2 separate regions of the Rattus norvegicus genome follow, and region 2 is linked to region 1. The links are chromatin contacts, called in public Hi-C maps. All regions are on one chromosome and are shown on one strand. The core of a region is the stretch at or near the end of the contact, and the rest is flanking DNA. Distances in the headings are between cores, read along the strand shown.

The links. Hi-C and Micro-C count contacts between places; a contact is called where the count stands out from the background.
Region 2: a contact with region 1 is called in a Hi-C map of mammary epithelial cells, with 2.1 times the contacts expected there. The contact joins the promoter of Rtcb here to the promoter of Timp3 in region 1. A contact is called at or near these places in 6 of 12 Hi-C or Micro-C datasets (the A7r5 cell line, Schwann cells, frontal cortex and 3 more).

Annotation. Positions count from the first base shown.
Region 1 is chr7:19,456,051-19,461,619 of GRCr8, forward strand. It overlaps Timp3 (TIMP metallopeptidase inhibitor 3), which reads right to left and starts at 3,508. Exons shown (of 5, transcript NM_012886.3): 1 at 3,089-3,508. The coding sequence starts at 3,209. The region is part of intron 6 of Syn3 (synapsin III); the gene reads left to right.
Region 2 is chr7:19,792,621-19,798,189 of GRCr8, forward strand. It overlaps Rtcb (RNA 2',3'-cyclic phosphate and 5'-OH ligase), which reads left to right and starts at 2,773. Exons shown (of 12, transcript NM_207614.2): 1 at 2,773-2,983; 2 at 4,420-4,498. The coding sequence starts at 2,891. It overlaps Bpifc (BPI fold containing family C), which reads left to right. Exons shown (of 16, transcript NM_001106773.1): 16 at 261-1,014. The coding sequence ends at 383.

The DNA of each region.
Region 1 (5,569 bases), core at 2,258-4,757:
ATCACTTCTTCCTCGGTAAACAGGATACTTTAATTAAAACTGCTGGCCCCTTTAGCTGCCTTCAATGTTTGGAGGGAAGCTTTTCTAATCTAGGTGAAAATGCCATCCGTCCCTTTCATTTGAATTCCAGGAGCAGGTGCCGTCCTTAGGGTGTCAGAGTTCAGCGGAAAAGTGTCATCATGAAGACTGAATGCATGCCTGGCCACTGCTGGTGGCCTTGCATGATGACCTTATTCAGTCTCAGTATTCTCCATCTGAGAAATGGGTGTGATACCACTTAAGGTTGCTGGGGAGTTAAGATAGCATCTCTGACGTGCTTGAACACCAGTATAGGTCTGAATGCTTCCTTGTCTTCTTTCCTCTTGCCCAACAGCATTCCTCCTCCGGTCAGGATTCTCCAGATGCCATTAGCCTCAGTACACGTGGACATGCACACTCACACGTGTGTGTGTGTGTGTGTGTGTGTGTGTGAGTGTGTGTGTGTTATGTGCTCATGACACACATGCATGCGCACGCACACCACCCCACTCCAAAATTTTCAGAATGCCCTGAACATTTCCCATCGTTGCCTGAACTGAGGCTGCCAGGGCAAAATCTGCCTGGCCAAGGCTGCCTCTTTCATTCCCAGCGCCCTGCCCCCTGCTTCTTCAGTCAAGGTTTTGAAGGAGTTTCGGGGGCAGTGACTGGAAGGGAGAAGGCCCCAGGTGAGGTGACCACTGCCAAGTTCCTTGCTTTGCCCCACAGTGTATCTGATAATGGTAAGTGTAGTTTAGTCTTCTAAACACTTAGATAGGGTGCTGGGCCTGCAGTTGCCATGGAAACACCTTTTAACTCCTCCTCATCCAGAAGGTTGTGCCAGTCCCCTGGGCTTCGGAGAAGAAAGAGCAAAGAGACACCCTGTGGGTAAAGAGACAGGGAGAAGGAAGGCCATTTTGGTGCGGTAATGGGGGCTTACCACAGGCCAAGCTAGGCGTCTTGTGCCCTTCCCTGGCAACATGGCATCTAGCCAGGGTGAGAATGCCTGCCGGTTCTAGAAGAGGAAGGTGGCAGGCAGGCTGGCTTGAGCATACTGAGGGGGCTCCAGTTTCCAGAGGACAGTTGGGAGCCATCTACTGGAGGCAACAGGGTGTCTGCTGCTGTCAGACAGCAGGTCAACAAGCCAGCAGGCCCACACCCACACCTCCCATTTTTAAAAGCATTATCTCATCTCTGTGCAGTGCACCAAACCAAGGGTTAGTAAGTCTGGATTCCTGCCAGAACAAGGATCCCCCCTCCCCTTTGGCTACTACTATATTCTGGATTTGGCATGTTTCTTGGTAATTTAACTTTTTTTCTAGGAAGCGTATTAAGAGGGAGAAAATAAGCTGTTTCTTGAATAAACCCATAGAAATGACAAGAAACTTGGTCAGTGCTGACCAACAGTAGGACCCTTACAGAAGCAATCAGCTGACTCCAGGAGAGCACTCCTGGCTTATGTTGTCAAGGTAGACACCTCAGAGCCGAAAGGCATCTAGGATAGAGAGGAGAAGAACCCTCTCTTCCCTACTCACACTAGGGAACCAAACTGAACACACCCAACCCATTGTGCGGCTGAAAAGAACTTGGGCCCTAGTCTGCACACCCAGATTCCACCTGCTCCCCCACAGGTCAGGACTACGCTCTAGGCTGAGCAAAAACCAGACAGCACGAACTAGTGGAGAAAGTCACTGACTGCTGAGAGGAAAAGCCAAGAGGAATCTGGGTGGGGGCACTCAGGGGAGAAGGGAGAAAACTTTCCCAGCCCTCCAGCAATCCAAAAAAGGACGCTTCCAAGCAACCCTTAAAGCCAGGGGTTCTGCCCCAGGGACAGGAAAGGGTGGGTGTCCTCGGGTTCTAGGAAACCTCCAAGAGGGGTGACCGCAGGTCACACAAACACCCTGGGGCTGCCAAGTGGACTGACCTGACCACCACAGCCACCTCCCAGATTTCCCCCTAGGCTGGCCTGACCCACCAGCAGTGCCTCTCCAACCACGGTTTTCTCTCCTGCCAGGTCGCCACCCCTCCCCCTCCTCGTCACAACACACTTGCAGAGTAGAATCCCTCACTCAAGACCCAGTGGAAAATTTCCTTCTCCTTTATGACTAAACTTAAAACACACACACTCCATTCTTTACTGAATCCACACTGGCCAAGTGCGGCCTCGTGTCCCCCGCCCCTGCCCAGCAAACACACAGCAGGGACATTGGACCCGAGAGCTTTAAGAGCTGGAGAACAGAGTTTCCAGCTTCTGCTCCTCCTGGGGCCCTCCAAACACTAATTCCTCCAACACTCCTCAGGCACTCCGGACTGTGGGTTCCACTTCTTATCAAGTCTCTCTAACCAGCACAGTCTCTTTGAGCCCATCACCTCAAGTGATGAGACCTTGGGCATCTTTGCTCTTTGGGTGACAAATCTGCTTTCTCCTTAAGCTCTCCCTCCTCACATACATTCAGGGAAAGAAAAAAAACTTCCTGTGAATTTTCACAGCTGTATGGTAAGTGATTCCCCCACAGTCACCTCAGGCCAACTATCAACAGTACTCCCAGGGAGGAGGGCAACCCCACAGTTTTCTTCTCTCTTTTTTTTTTTTTCATCTCCCCCTCCCCCAGTTCCAGCCACCCAAACTTGGCATTGGCAGGCCAGAAGCTCCATTAGCACTTGCTGGGAGAGCCTGCAGCTAGGCTGGGTTGGATCTCAAGGAAAAGAACGAAGTTCAAGGGCGCAGGAGATAAGCAATCTCTAAACGCTAGTTTTCTCTCGCAACTCCACCCGCACAATCGAGCAACTTGAAAAGCGTACTCGAGGTCCCAGAACTTCAGTTGGAGTTCCAACTTTTCAGAACCTTCTCTCACCCTCCTCCTCCAACTCTTTTTCCTTTCAAGCCAATGGAGAAAATTTCTAGATGTCAAGCAGGGACCTAGTTCACGCCCGCCCGCCCGCCAGAGACCATCACTAGGCCACCGGTTGGGTTCCGTCTGCAAGGCATTTCTGTACATAGAGTCCCCGCCCAGGGAAACTGAGTCTCCCGCTGCGGCGTGCAACTTGCTCCGGGGCCTCCCAGAGCGCTTACCGATGTCGGAGTTGCAGAAGGCATCCTGGGGATGGCTGGGCGAGCATGTGCACGCTTCCGTTCCCCAGTGCCCAAGGCTCCAGCAGCTCAGGAGCAGGACAAGCCCAAGCCAGGGAGTCATGGTAGCTGCTGTGGTCCGCTGCGGGGACTGCCGCTCTTTTCCTCAAAGTTGCCGAGCGCTAGCGCCGGTGCTGCAGTCCGAGCTCACTCGCCGGGTTTAACCGTGCACTGTGCACGGTGGGCAACTTTGAGCTCCGGGGAAGTGCCTTCCAAGTAGCCCGGCGGGATGTGACCAAGTGGCCAAGGGTGTCTGGCGCACGAGTCCGCGGAGCCAGTGAGTGGCCTCCGGGAGAAGGATCGGGAAGCGGAGAAGCAAGAGAAGAAGCTCCTTGGCGCTGGCGGCTGCCCGCTGCCCACTGTGAGCAAGAGTCCAGGGCTGCAGAGTGATATAGGGGCGCGAGGGGACCCAGCCCCTCGGGAGCGCGGGGTCCGCCCCCTCTGACCAATGGCAGCGCCGCATTACCTCATCGGCCCTCCAAAAAGGGGGCGGGGCCGGGGGGCGCGGGGCGACAGGGCGGAGCCGGCCCGGACCGTTCAGATCCTTTTAGGGAATAATGCAGTTGTGGGCACGCGAGTGGGTGGGCTGGGCGCGTCCTGGGCCAGTATGCGCTGCAGCGGCGTCCCACGGCCCCTTCACCCTACGCCCACCGGCCCTCTTTGCGCTTTCGACCCAAACAAGGATCCAATCCCAGCCACCCAGCCTGCCTGCACAACCCTTTCAAGGGCCCTAGGTGGCCCGCGCCCTGAAGTCTTGATCAGGCCTCCTGAAAAAGTCAAGAGGGAAGCCTCAAAGAAAATTTCCCCTTCTTATCTTTCCTAGAGAGAGAGAGAGAGCAGGGAGTAAGAGGAAACCCTTGAGCAGATGGCATCCGTTTTACCCACCTCCCCACCCCCAACACATACACCTCTGCCTTTGTGGGACCGCTATGGTAATTGTCACTGGGGGTAAATTTATCTGTGGAATTATTCAACAAACACTGTTCTGGACGCCAAGCAAGCCCTTGCAATCAGGATGACTGTGCTAGTACGATGAGGAAACTAGAATAGTTGTAGACCTAGGTTAGAATGACTAAGAGGGTGTTGCTTTCTGTGGGACAGTAAAAGGAGTGACATCATGCAAGAACATCAAGTGCAAAGGCCTGGGTCTTCTTTGAAGGACAGAATATAGGGGAAAAGGGGGAGTAGGATAGCTGGTCTCACTGGTGACAGACAGCAATTCCTCCTTCAGTAAGGAACTTCCTGAGGTAAGGCAGTCCAAAAGTGAAGTAGATCCAGATCCAAGATCAGAGACGACTAACAGTAAAATTAGGAATGTTATCAACCAAGCCATTTTAAGTAACATCTTCACGGGTTGGGGGGGGGATGGGAGTGGGCGAGGGCATGGGTGTGTACTCACACTTTGTTCTACCTTTTTGAGACACAGTCTTGCTGACACAGCCCAGGCTGACCTTGAACTCAAGATCATCCTGTGTCAGGCTTCTAAGGGAGTTAGAGATGTGCAGCACCACACCTGGCCTATGCTATCTGTTTTGAAAAGCAGGATTCCATACTCCATCTCCCTATGCTATCTGTTTTGAAAAGCAGGATTCCATACTCCATCTCGTATTTGCAGATTCCTTCTAGTTAGGGAAAGCTAGGACAGGTGTCCTGTGTACCTTCCAGCTGAAGAAACAGGCCCAGGAAGGGGATGCTCCCACCATCCTTGCAGCTGCCTCTAACCAACATTACTTTTATAATAATCTCTCTCCCCTCTCTGCCACCTTACACCTCAGCTGATTTCAAAGGAGACCTGTATTTTAGCTGCAGAATGCTGAAAACTTGTAAAAATTAGGAAAATCCAAGGGAACCCCTTAGATTATCCCCAAGAGAGAGACTCTCTAATGCAGAAGCAGAGAGCAACATGGTAACATTATTTCTGACTGCACTGCCCTTGTTTAGATTGTTTTGTGTCTTTTGTTTCTGTTGGTACCGCTGTTATTTTGAGACAGATCTCATTATGTAGTCCAGGCTGACCTTGAACTCTCAATCCCCCTGCCTCAGCCTGCCAAATGCTTCCAAGAATCTCCCACCCAAGTATTCTAGCTATACAAAAGAGAGCCTAGCTCCCACATCTTTCTGTCTTGTCCCGCTAGGCTTTGAGGCCCCTCCCCTCCTTAATTCTGTTCCAGGGTACCTTGATCTCCTCACTGCATTTCTAGCCCCATCTCCTGGAATATGGTTATATTGTTTCTTTCCTGACACGCTGAAGCCTCAGATGAGGCCAGTACTACTTTTTTAGCCTTAGGAAAGTCCCAAGAAACTTGAGTGTGGATAATACCCCGGCAGTCACTTGAGGTTGGAGCCATGGGCACGATGGGGCCACGCTGAGGAACTAGGTTGAATGAGGACATAGTTGGTGGAATTTGAGAGATTCGCTGAACC
Region 2 (5,569 bases), core at 1,523-4,022, 340 kb after region 1:
CAGAAAGCATCTCCTGCCTACACACTGGTGCACACTTCCTCACAGCTCCCAGGCTTCCTCCTCTGCACTCCCCACTACCTAAGTCATATCTAGGGACAGTAATCTAAATGGTGATTTCTTACATCAGGGACCCTCACATAGGGCACAGGGGTTGAGAACGGCTTGATGCTCTAGGGCCTGACAAAGAAACTTTCCTCCCCTCATGCAAACCCAGATATGGCCTTAATTTAAAAATTGCCTTCATCCTGCATTCCTCTCAGGGTTTCCTTCTGATTTCTACTGACGTGGCACATGAAACATCCTCAAAGCAACAGCCAAATCTCCACAGCTGGGGGCATCTGAACATGGTACATGGACCACGGAAAAAACAGCCAATCCACTGACGGCCTGTGCGCAACCTACCCCAGGAAGTAAACAGCCTTCAGTCCCACAGAAACAGTAAACTGGAAAGTGAAGGCACCTTGGGTATTAAAGCCCTTGTGAAAACAGTCTCTTTCTGGAGCCCTAAGAGACCTAAAGTGAGGCCGACTAAGTTCAAGTGCGGAACAGGGACAAGGTAGTGGGAGTGGGAATCTATGTATGTGAGCATATGTAAGCACGTTGTGTGCCTGTGTTTATCATTTGTGGGAAAGAGTGGGGCATGTGGATCTGACCAGGTGGGTAAGGAACTGTGTGTGTGTCTGTCTCTCTCTCTGTGTCTGTCTGTCTTTCTCTGTGTGTCTGTCTGCCTGTCTCTCTGTGTGTCTGTTTGTCTGTCTCTGTGTGTGTCTGTCTCTGTGTGTGTGTGTGTCTGTCTGTCTGTCTCTCTCTCTCTCTCTCTCTCGTGTGTGTGTGTGTGTGTGTGTGTGTGTGTGTGTGTATGTGTGTAAGACTGTCTTCTCTACTTTCGTTGGACTTTGTGTTTTATGTTTACTATTACTGTCCTGTGTCCTGTGCTTAATTAAAATTGTTTTCTATCAATGTCAGTACCTGTGTGTGAAAGCTCCTGCCCTGAATTTATTTTAATAAAATATGACAAAAAAAATGGAAAAGACTTCATTCTCTTTCCAACTTTGGCAAAGACTGAAGTTCTACAAATAGCAATATTAAAAGGGAGCCGAGAGCCTCTTAAATCTTTCCACGGTCGTCCTCTGTCATTTGTTTACCTTTGTGGACGTGTCCTTTCAAAGACTGGATGAAATGAGGGCTGGAGAGATGTTTCACTGGCTAAGAGCACCGACGGCTCTTCCAGACGTCCTGAGTTCAATTCCCAGCCACCACAGGGTGGCTCACAACCATCTATAATGGGGTCTGATGCCCTCTTCTGGTGTGTCTGAAGACAGCAACAGTGTACCCACATACAATAAATAAATAATTCTTTTTTAAAAAAAAGATTGGATGAAATGGTAGTTCAGCTTTCTAAACCTAGGCAGTTCACAGTTGACATTGGTTATTAATCAGCAGGGTGAGACTGCACTGAGGAACAGGAGATGGGACAGCCAAGATAGATATGTAAAAAATGAACAGAAGCCACACCCTTTGTTTAACTCCTTAGGCTACTGGGGGATAGAAGAGAACTGTGTAAGTACTTAACACCCTGGTCTGGCTACCCCTCCACTTTCATTTCTGTGGCCTTCAGAGCCACTCTATAAAGAATTATGATCCCATTTCATGGAAGTGAAAACAGAGGAATTTATCACACAAAGGTGGTAATGGCAGGGGTGGAAACCGAATCTTCCTGATGGTTACTGTGGTGTTCTTCACAGGGTAGGACTATCCTGCAAATCACTGCAAGCTCTCTTGCCCCAAGAGCAAGAGCCAATTGAGTTTAAAAGTACCCTCACAGGACACACTCCAAACAAAGCTGGGCTACAAAACACAACGATTCCCCAGCAACTGGAGTTCACTCATCTTTGCAGGGCATCGATGGCCAGAGCAGATTCCCTTCATAAACATTTGTAGAAATAAATGATACACTGTCATGATGTGCTTCTTTGGGATGCTCTTTTTGTAATGGAGAATGCTCGTTGTATATCCTCAATTTCATTCTTGATACATTACAGGTGTCAAATGTGTCGTTCGTTAGTATTTTGTCTTGCTCAGCTGTTTCACTAATGGGGGCATGAACTCCAAACTACACATTCTATATAGTTGTTGACCTGATCTGGAGTAAAGAGTTTTCAGGAGCTGCTCAAAAACATTCCCAAGCAGCATGTCTTCAATGGCGGTAGTCAGGAGATATTCGCAAGTGTATCTCTGAGAATTCGGGACCAACCTGGCTACATAGCGAGTTCCAGGCTCACCGAGGCTAAATAGCTTTACTCTAAGACCTTACTTTTAAAAACAAAACCAAAAACTTATTAAGACCTTACTTTAGAAAAAAAAGAGAGAGAGAGAAAGGAGGGGCGGGGGAAGAAGGAAAGGAGAGAGAGAGAGAGAGAGAGAGAGAGAGAGAGAGAGAGAGAGAGAGAGAGAAGAAAGGGAGGAAAGAAGGAAAGAAAGATAGGAGAGAGAAGAGAGGGGGAGGGAGGGAGAGAGAGGGGGGGAGGGAGAGAGAGGGGGGGAGGGAGGGAGGGAGGGAAGAAAGGGAGGAAAGAAGGAAAGAAAGATAGGAGAGAGAAGAGAGGGGGAGGGGGAGAGAGAGAGAGAGAGAGAGAGAGAGAGAGAGAGAGAGAGAGAGAGAGAGAGAGAGAGAGAGATCAAAAGTCCAAGATTAGTGGTGTAGCCCATTGTAACATGATGGAAACGACTCGTGCGATGCGTTTTGAGCCTCGGCGCCTGCCATCTTCCCTCCTGGGGCGGAGCCGGTCGCGCCTGCGCACTGAGAGGCGGCGCTGCGTGGAGCCGGCGGACAGTGAGGCTGTTTCTCTTTCTACGTGTAGCCGGGAGGTATCGCTAGCTCGCCGCCACCATGAGTCGTAACTACAACGATGAGCTACAGTTCTTGGACAAGATCAATAAGAACTGCTGGAGGATCAAGAAGGGCTTTGTGCCCAACATGCAGGTGAGTGGGGGCAGTGGCCTTCGGAACTGCAGGCCGCGACTCCACCGCGAACCGGTCTCCTCCGCCCAGCGCCGGGCGGGCCGACCCCTGCAGGGTTCCACGTCTCCCTCCTCAGAGCCGACCCACAGACCCCACGCACGGGATCCACACACGAGGACAGTTGCAGCGGGGGCTCACGCGTGTTTTCCCCACGCGCCATCAGACAGGATGTGTTCCTGGTCTTTCGAGATTTCTGTGAACTTTTCCAAGTTGGCACCGCTAACCTGAAACTGTTCCTCTTGAGTCATGGTAGTTATTTAGAAAAGGTTTACAGATGGCATTCTCCAAACTTAACTGGCTTTTAATGTAACGACACATCGGCAAGATTCAGGCTTTTAATTTGCTTTTCGAGAAGGATCCCCGAGGATCAGTTGGTGGCTGACCTCTCTGTACCCATCAAGGAAGACAACCCTGACCTCTTGTCTAGCCCACTTCATTTTCTCAGCCTGGATGATATGTTTCCACTGAAGACTTGGGAGAGAGACCAGGATCTGAAACCCTGGGCCTGATGTTTCCACCATCGTTTGTACTCAGGGGTTCCGTTAAAGTAGAGGACGAAAACACTTGGGAGGTTTTGGCACATGTTAAGTGACTCAATCCCTTAAATGCCATGAGAATGCAGTAAGGGTTTGCAGCCCTTTTAAGTTACTGATAGGCTTCCCTTGGTGGCTTGGGGCTATAATCCCTGGAGACTGGGAAATGGAAGATCCTATGTGAGAGGACAGTTTATTATATGAAGCCAGCTAAAGTGACTTTAAATAAGACACCCTCTCAAAGCACAAAATTTTATCAAAAGTGGTAATACACGTCTTTAATCCCAGCACTCAGGAGGCAGAGGTAGGCAGATCTCTTAAATTTGAGTCCAGACTGGTCTGCAAAGTGAATTCAGGACTTGTTACACAGAGAAACCCTGTCTCGAAAAACAAACACACACAAAACTTCCTTTTGCACCACTCTACAAGGTACTAGGGAGGAAAAGTCCACAGCAGTGAAACAGTATTTTCCTTTGTTGTGTGGAAGAAGGGAAGGTTGGTTAGTAGAGTTACTTGCTAATTTTTTAAGTGACACATGAAAATTATACATTATATCCATATATATGGTGTTTTATTAATATATATGGTGGTTTTTTTTATAATGTGTAAGTTATATAATAGCAAAATCATGGTAGACATATATCTTCTCAGAAATTTTATGAGCAATTATTTTGATTTTGAGATAGTTGATTAGAATTTACTGGTTGAACATTTCCAATTTAAACCCAGGTCTAAAATGCTCTAAAATCTTTGTAGTTCATGGTTGTAAGTTTTTCTCTTAAAGGGAGTAATGTGGTAGTTTCATGCAGAATGAAGCACTACACTTGGGTTCAGACAATGTGCTTTTCTTTTCTTTTGTATCAGGTTGAAGGGGTGTTTTATGTGAATGACGCTCTGGAAAAGCTCATGTTTGAGGAGTTACGGAATGCCTGTCGAGGTGGTGGTAAGTACACTAGAGATTCTCATGTGTTGTGGGCAGCACCTTCCCTGGTCCCTGAAGAAAGGAACTCAACCAGTGTGGAGTAGTTTTAAGGAGTGAATCAAAGTCCTTATATATTTATGACCACAGGCTGGGGGCATGCTGCTGTATTGGAGTTTGGAGTTTGGGACTTGTTCTCAGATAACTGCACACAGTAATAGCCAGTGTCGCTGTTCATCTGCACTCACTGTGTGTCAGGCTCCTCATTAGATACTCTCTGTTATGTCATGTTTGTAATAACTAAAAAGGAAGATATTGTCTGTCTTGTAGCATTCCAAAATGCAGTGAGTTTAAGTGGATTTTAACTTTTCCTTGGTCACAATTTCATAGTGATAGAGCCAGAATTCAAATCCCAAAGTACCTAATTTTTAAACCAGTATTCTTTTCCTTTGGGGAGTGCTTCTCAAATATATTTATTAATACCACACTGTAAAGTAGGACCAAGACTACGGGGCAGACCGGATTGCACAGCAGACTAGGCAAAAGCAAAGCTGGTAGTCTTAGCTGGCACACTAGCTCTAGTGAGTGTCAGGCTTGAGACTTATTTCACATGGCTGTAGGCTGGTGTAGAGATCAGGGCGTAGTGCTCTAGAACGATACTCTAAAGTGGTAGTGGGATAGGATTTTTTTTTTTTAAAGATTTATTTATTTATTATATATAAGTACACTGTCGCTGTCTTCAGACACACCAGAAGAGGGCATCAGATCCCATTACAGATGGTTGTGAGCCACCATGTGGTTGCTGGGATTTGAACTCAGGACCTCTGGAAGAACAGTCAGTGCTTTTTTTTTTTTTTTTTTTTTTTTTTTTTTTTTTTTTGTTCTTTTTTTTCGGAGCTGGGGACCAAACCCAGGGCCTTGCAAACCCAGGGCCTTGCGCTTCCTAGGTAAGCGCTCTACCACTGAGCTAAATCCCCAGCCCCAACAGTCAGTGCTCTTAACTGCTGAGCCATCTCTCCAGCCCCGGGGATAGGATCTTTTAGCCCTTCTCAGTTTTAGATTAACAATAAATTCCTTCTTCCTTGCTTGCATATG